2 separate regions of the Rattus norvegicus genome follow, and region 2 is linked to region 1. The links are chromatin contacts, called in public Hi-C maps. All regions are on one chromosome and are shown on one strand. The core of a region is the stretch at or near the end of the contact, and the rest is flanking DNA. Distances in the headings are between cores, read along the strand shown.

The links. A called contact is a pair of places that touch in the nucleus more often than the background predicts.
Region 2: a Hi-C map of frontal cortex shows a contact between it and region 1, with 2.6 times the contacts expected there. The contact joins two enhancer-like sites.

Annotation. Positions count from the first base shown.
Region 1 is chr17:75,025,018-75,028,327 of GRCr8, reverse strand. No RefSeq gene overlaps it. Among named protein-coding and RNA genes, the nearest start is that of Celf2, 1.3 Mb to the left of the region's middle. Within about 2 kb of position 1,782, at least 16 of the 93 cell types and tissues checked have an H3K27ac peak or open chromatin away from gene starts, as enhancers often do.
Region 2 is chr17:75,106,335-75,109,644 of GRCr8, reverse strand. No RefSeq gene overlaps it. Among named protein-coding and RNA genes, the nearest start is that of Celf2, 1.2 Mb to the left of the region's middle. Within about 2 kb of position 1,719, at least 5 of the 93 cell types and tissues checked have an H3K27ac peak or open chromatin away from gene starts, as enhancers often do.

The DNA.
Region 1 (3,310 bases), core at 533-3,032:
CTCACTTCTCCCTTGACTTCTAAGGTGTCATGCTTTCTTTCCTGGTTATATTGTTACCTATCATTCTTCTGAGAACATTTCTTTATTAACTGAGCACATCATCTCTCTCAATACTACAACTGCTATAACTGATAGACAATACCTCATCACTCCACATATTGCACCTCAGATTTCATAAGAAGGAGAAGTTGAGCTGGGCACCAGTAGTCAATTTCTGTACCTCTTCCTCTTCACAGGGGCTGCAAGGTGATCAGCTCGCTCCATGACCTGCTTATGACATGCTTCACCTCAGATCAATGTTAAATTTTGTGTTAATCTATTCCCAACTCAGGTAGCCAATTATTTCAAATATCCTACCCCAAAAGGCCAAGTTTCTTTTGTTTAGTTCACTGATAATAACTCCTTTTTTTTAGTGGTCCTCCAACATAATCAAGAACAAGTACTCTAAACTCCATTGTTCTTTTGTGTGTCATATGAAGTGGATGATCATTTCTGCATCATTAAAACACACTTTAAATAATAGTTTACATATTTATATAGCATCCTTCTCAGTTCCTGACAAAACCCTCTTCCGTGTGAAAGCAAACTACTCATTTTTCTTTCCAGATGCATAAGAAAAAGTGTATTCAAGAAAAAACACACCATCATGAGTAGATTCTTTTCAGAATAGATAATTAAGTCAGACAAATGTTGAACACTGGCATCAGTTTGGACACTACACTGCGCAATACTGTTGGCTAGTAAGTTCCTTTATTGGCTCCAGCATGCCTCCTTCATACTTCTAGCACATTTGCCTTCATCCTCAGCTAATGACTTCCCGGCATACTTCTTCAAGCAAACAGAATGAGCAGATGAGAGCTGACATCTAAAAATACCCACAAGTACTGTAGCATAAGCACCACCTGCCCACACACTTGTTGTCCCTTCTGCTAGAGTGAGAGAACATTTCTGCTGGGATTGAAAGCTCTGCTCTCTACTTCTTACTTTAGATTCTTTTTATGTCACTTTCCCAGGGACTCTCTACAGTACCCTCTGTCTCATTTCATTCTCCTGTTTCCGCACCTTTCTCCACAGGAAATGCATCCAATGACTTCCCAGTGCCTTTGTCTCTGTTGTCTTCTCTTTCCTCTTTAGTTGACACTGAGAGTGCAGATTTCCATATGATATTGATTTCAATCCCATTAACTGAAACACACACAGACACACACAGACACACACACACACACACACACACACACACACACGAGAGAGAGAGAGAGAGAGAGAGAGAGTCACTTTCAGCAGCATTTAAACAAACTAAACCTTAAAGAGTTGATTATTCTCTTTTCTTGAGTTTACAATTCCATCAGTTTTATTTTTCCTTTTATTCCTCTGCAATCACTTTCCATAACTTAGATGTTGACTGCTCCATAGTGAAGATTTCTAAGCTAGCCATCTCCAAGATCTCTCTCTCTATCTCTCTCTCTCTTTATCTCTCTCTCTCTCTCTCTCTCTCTCTCTCTCTCTCTCCCTCTCTCTCTCCCTATCCTCTAATTTATTTCCTTAACTGAATTCATCTAGCACTCTGATGAAAAATAATTTCCATAAGCTGAATTCTGTCAACATGACAGAAGCAGTTTGACATTTAAATGTGAGATGCTTCATGGCGATTTCTTGATTCAAGTCTTTTGAATGACCTCTGTGTCATTCAGATGAAAAGTGATGTCAGACCACTAACCTGAGGTCTGGCTTTCATTGCCTTCTTTTCGTCCACTATCCTTCCTGCTCTCCTTCTATTGTGCTTACACAGAATTCTTGATATTTTTCAAGCCAGAGGCGGGCTCATGGACCATCCTCTGTAGGGACCACTGTTCCCACAAGTGTCCACATGGCTGACTGTAACTACCTTCAAATTCTGTTCAAATGTCACCTTGTTAAAACTACATCCCCTTTGGTATAGGAAATGTGCTATTAGAAACTTGAAGAAAGGTCATCCTTGTTATAAAATGGCAGGGAACGTGGCTGAATTGTGTTCATGTGCTACTTGTCCATGAAAGGAGGGGTTTAGAAAAAATGAGCTAGGAATCTCATACAGGACAGTCAGAATCAATTTGTAAACAAAATACAGAGGCCATGGCATGGTTTCGCTTGATTGCTTTATAGTAATTAATCAGATAGAAATAATATGAAGATTGGGTTTTTAATAAATGAGAAGCACAGCTTGAGGATTCAGAAATTTCCTTTCCTGAACATGTTGTTAAGAGGGAAAACACATACACAGCAAAGAACAAAGATACAGCTCACTTATCCTTTGATGTAGATGGGCAGAATTTTGATGATGTATTCACTTCAAATACAAGAGATCTGGTGACTAGCAGATAAGACCACCTCAAAAGAAGTGACTCAGATATTCATAGGACCGTAGTGCTTTCTGCCTGAAGCAGCCTCATGTCTATCTTTCTACATCATGATACACACTCCTTGATCATTACAATGGCTCAACTCAATTAGGTTCTGGTAGGTTTCAAGTAGTAGGCCATTGCAAATTCTCTGCAATCCTGTCTCCATGGGTATACAAAGTCCAGAACGTGCAGGAGTTTCTCTATATAGAGTACTAAAATGCTCTAGTGAGCTTCCTGTCTTCGACAGAAAGCTTTGATAAAGAAAATGATATGACAGAGAACCCATAAGAGAGCAAGGCCAAGGCTAATGAGACCACTGTCCAGATCCTTCACTATGGTGAGGTCCAGAGGACAAGAGAGACAACTGAAGAAATATCTAATTAGTGAGATGTGAGAGAGGACTGATTTCTATGATAGACAAGTGACAAAGTCACCTGGGATGCATGGATATCCCATCCCTGCCTTAGTCTATCTGGAAGGTAAGACAGGAAGACAAAAAGATCTTTTCCAAGTTCAAAGTACAATGTTTACCTTATGTTCTGGATGTGCTTAAGAATTGTCATCCTTTTCTTCTTTTCTCTGTCTTGTGTGGGGAAAAACGAATGAATATTCTGTGGCTACTCCATCTGTGCATTTTAGAAATACCTAACTTATTTGATTGCTTTTAATGTCCAGTGAAGCCTTCATAGCCACTGTGATATTGTAGGTTTGTTCATCTCGAGATGAAGGTAATTAAGTTCTATCTGAGTCTCTTGACTCGTAGGAAATATGAGACGAGTTCATGATTGCTTTTTTTTGGTGTTGCAAGGTTTATAAAATTATCAATGATCTTATTTTGTTCTGAACGTAGGAAACAGTGACCTTAAATACAGTGTAGCCATTTGTGGAAGTGTAGTGTCATGAGGGATCTTCTCTCACAGAAGGGTTAA
Region 2 (3,310 bases), core at 470-2,969, 81 kb before region 1:
GAGGGTAATGAGTGTATTTTATTAATCTTTTATTTGTGTAGTTCACAGACATTAAAAAAAACTTGATTTAATGTTTATTCTTTCATTAACTTCCTTTCAGATCAGACCATTCTGGTTTTTTGAATGTATACACACTTCTTGTATTGATTGTTATTATTAAACAATAACATATGTTCTACCCAGAGAAGAAAAATTAATGCAGGATGATAATATTCTTTATGGAACAGGTAACAGAGAAACACAAAGCAGTATTTATCATAAACCTGGGAAATCTCCAGTGACAGAAACTCAAGTAGCGGGGAGACTTAGGCAGTTTGATGGCTGTGATGAGTTCTAAGTCAGTCATGACAAAAGCGCGCAGGCCTTATGTAAAAAGAACTAGATTGTTGGGGGGAGGGCGACAAGGGGGGGAGGGAGGGGAGGGGAACACCCATAAAGAAGGGGAGGGGGTAGGGGGATGTTTGCCCGGAAACCGGGAAAGGGAATAACACTTGAAATGTATATAAGAAATACTCAAGTTAATAAAATAAATAAATAAATAAACATGAAAGAAAGAAAGAGAGAAAGAAAGAAAGAAAAGCAGACAGACAGACAGACAGAAAAAGAAAGAAACAAAGAAAATATTCCTAAGCAGAAATGAATGATTTGGGAATGAATTAACATTAATCATTGTGTATCAGATAATCTTCATGTGTCAGGACACTTACTAAGTCTGACCTTACTAAGACTTTTGGGTTGATCAGAGTATTAGATATGTATTCCCATGCTCAGAAGAGTGAGAATGTAAGAAAATCACTTCCCAGTCCTTGTTATATTTCTAAAGGGAAAACAAAATGAAAAACAGCAACAAAAAATAACGCAAAGATCAACATGGTTTTTTATTTTGTACATTGTTCTGCATTGTGATTCATCTTTTGGGCAATTAGCACTACCAAGAGCTTAGAGCCTTTATTGTGCCAGTCTCTGTGGTGGTCTTGCTCTATCATAGTTGAAACACTTACATTCAGAACAAGAAAAACAAGATCAAGACAGAAATATAAACAAAATGCCATGCTTTACAATAACCTCACTGTGCTGAAGATTAAGTAGCAGTGCAGGTGTTGAGCCCACCAAGCATGTCTAGGACTCTTCATCAGTTGTTACCTTGCAAAGGAACAATTAGAATTTCTACTGAGAATGCACAGAAGAAAACCCTCCTATAAAATATTCTAGATCTTTCTCTAAAGCAGTGCAGCTAGAAATACTAGTAGTAGTCAAGACAGGGATAAAGGCACAGGATGAAAAGACTACCTAAAAACGTGTTAGCACTCCTGTTTTCATGGAGTTCAGTAAGCAAAACACATTCAAATGTCTCATGTCTTCCCAGGAAGGCCATTATGTGGATCTTTTAAGAAAGGGATTATGTACTCTCTCATCCTTCATTGAATATAACGTGGTTAGCTTAATAACAATGAACAATTTACTGGCAGGACAGAAAGTCATGGACTGTCTACTAGATTATTACTAGCACTCTAGTGCACTTTACCCCTCAGCAGTGAGAGGACATTTTAGCAGAATTACTTTGCTGATAGGAAAACCAAAGTTAGAATAGTTACATAACTTCCTAAGACCACATTGTACCTAGTTTTGTATCTGTAATTTGCAGCCACATCTAACTATATAATTTAAGTCTGCAAAAATGCACAGATGTCATGTGCATTCATGAACATTATAGAGATCTTTTTCTGTTTCTTGCTGGAGATCCAGCCATCCCACACTCTGATTATTATGATCTTAAGATGAGTGATTTAATTTTAAATAAACAGCTCCTTTTAGATTTAAGATGATTAGCATCAAAGAGGCAGATGGTTCTTCTGCCATTGGTGTCCATCTAAAGAGGAAAAAGGACATATCATACCTTGTATTAGCCACACCATGACTCACCATTTCAGCCATCCATTTGCAACTTTCTTCCTCCGCTCCACATATATTAATACATTCTGGTGCAGCATCAGTCATGAAGACAACATAATTTTAAAAGAGTTAAAAAATTAGGAAAAGATGCATCACCCCTTCATCTTGCCACTCCATATACAAAACTCAGTGACTTGCTTACAAGGACAGTAAGAAAGAGTTTCTTCCTCTTATACTCTTTCTTGTGTAAGTACCAGATCCACTTTCAGTTGGTAGAAGACAAAGAGAGGTATAAGAAGGCTTCAGATGGTCACATCAGTTGTGGCCCGGTTATTACAACCTCATGGTCATTTCTAAAGCCTGAAGATTTAGGCTCACAACAGAGACAACTTCTGTATCCTTTGTTTAGTAATGGAAGGTTGTCAGACAAGATACTTAGCACAGGCTCCTTCCTGGGCTGACATTACCCATCTTCTGAACACATCATATTCACCTAACATGTGACACCATAGGACTGATTACAATACGATGCTTTAGTGGTTGCGACTCAGATTTCTTTCCCCAGTTTAGTTGCTGTATACTAAAAGAAAAGTGCTTTTGATGTGAAACTGAAATCTCTAAAAGAAAAGGCAACTTACAGAGTCTAAGGAAGACAGAGCAGTAAAGTCGTTCATATTTTGTAAGTGTAAGGACCTGAGTTCAATCCCAAGGTCCACATAAAATTGGGCCATGGCAGTGAGACTCTACAAACCAAGTGCTAGGAGTCAGGTGCATCTTCAGTGCCCTTGATCCAGTCAGTCTAGACAAATTAGTAAGCATAAGATTCAGTGAGAGACCCTGTCTTAAAAGACAAGATGGAGTGCTATTGAGGAAGATATCCATTGTCAACCTCTTATGTCTACACGCACATAAATACATATACCCATACCATATTCACATACATGTGGCTACACATATGAACACTTATATACATCTCAAACACAACACACACACACACACACACACACACACACACACACACACACTCCAAGTGAGTGTGGATAGCAGGACCCTCCTGGTCTCCTCTTGTGAGTCTGAGAATCTCAGGATCTGGCTGTGAAGAAAGATGTCACAAGAAGAGACCTGCAGCATAGAAATGCTTATAGAATCTTATAATTCCCTGTGTGGAAGAAGCTTCCTTTTCTTTTCTTTCATTTTGGAAGGAGCTTCTCGTTTCATGTAAAGGATGAACTGGGTCTTAGGAGTCTTCTTAAAGCACTAATGCCTTTTCTCCATGTCTGTCTACTAACTTTTAAACCTGAAGTTTGGGTCACCGAGAGTGTGTTTCTAAAGGTCTCTTCTTTGTAGCGTTCACCTCTGTCCGTAAGTTGGATATATTTACTCTTGCATGTGCTTCTTGTCTTTGTCTTCTAGGACC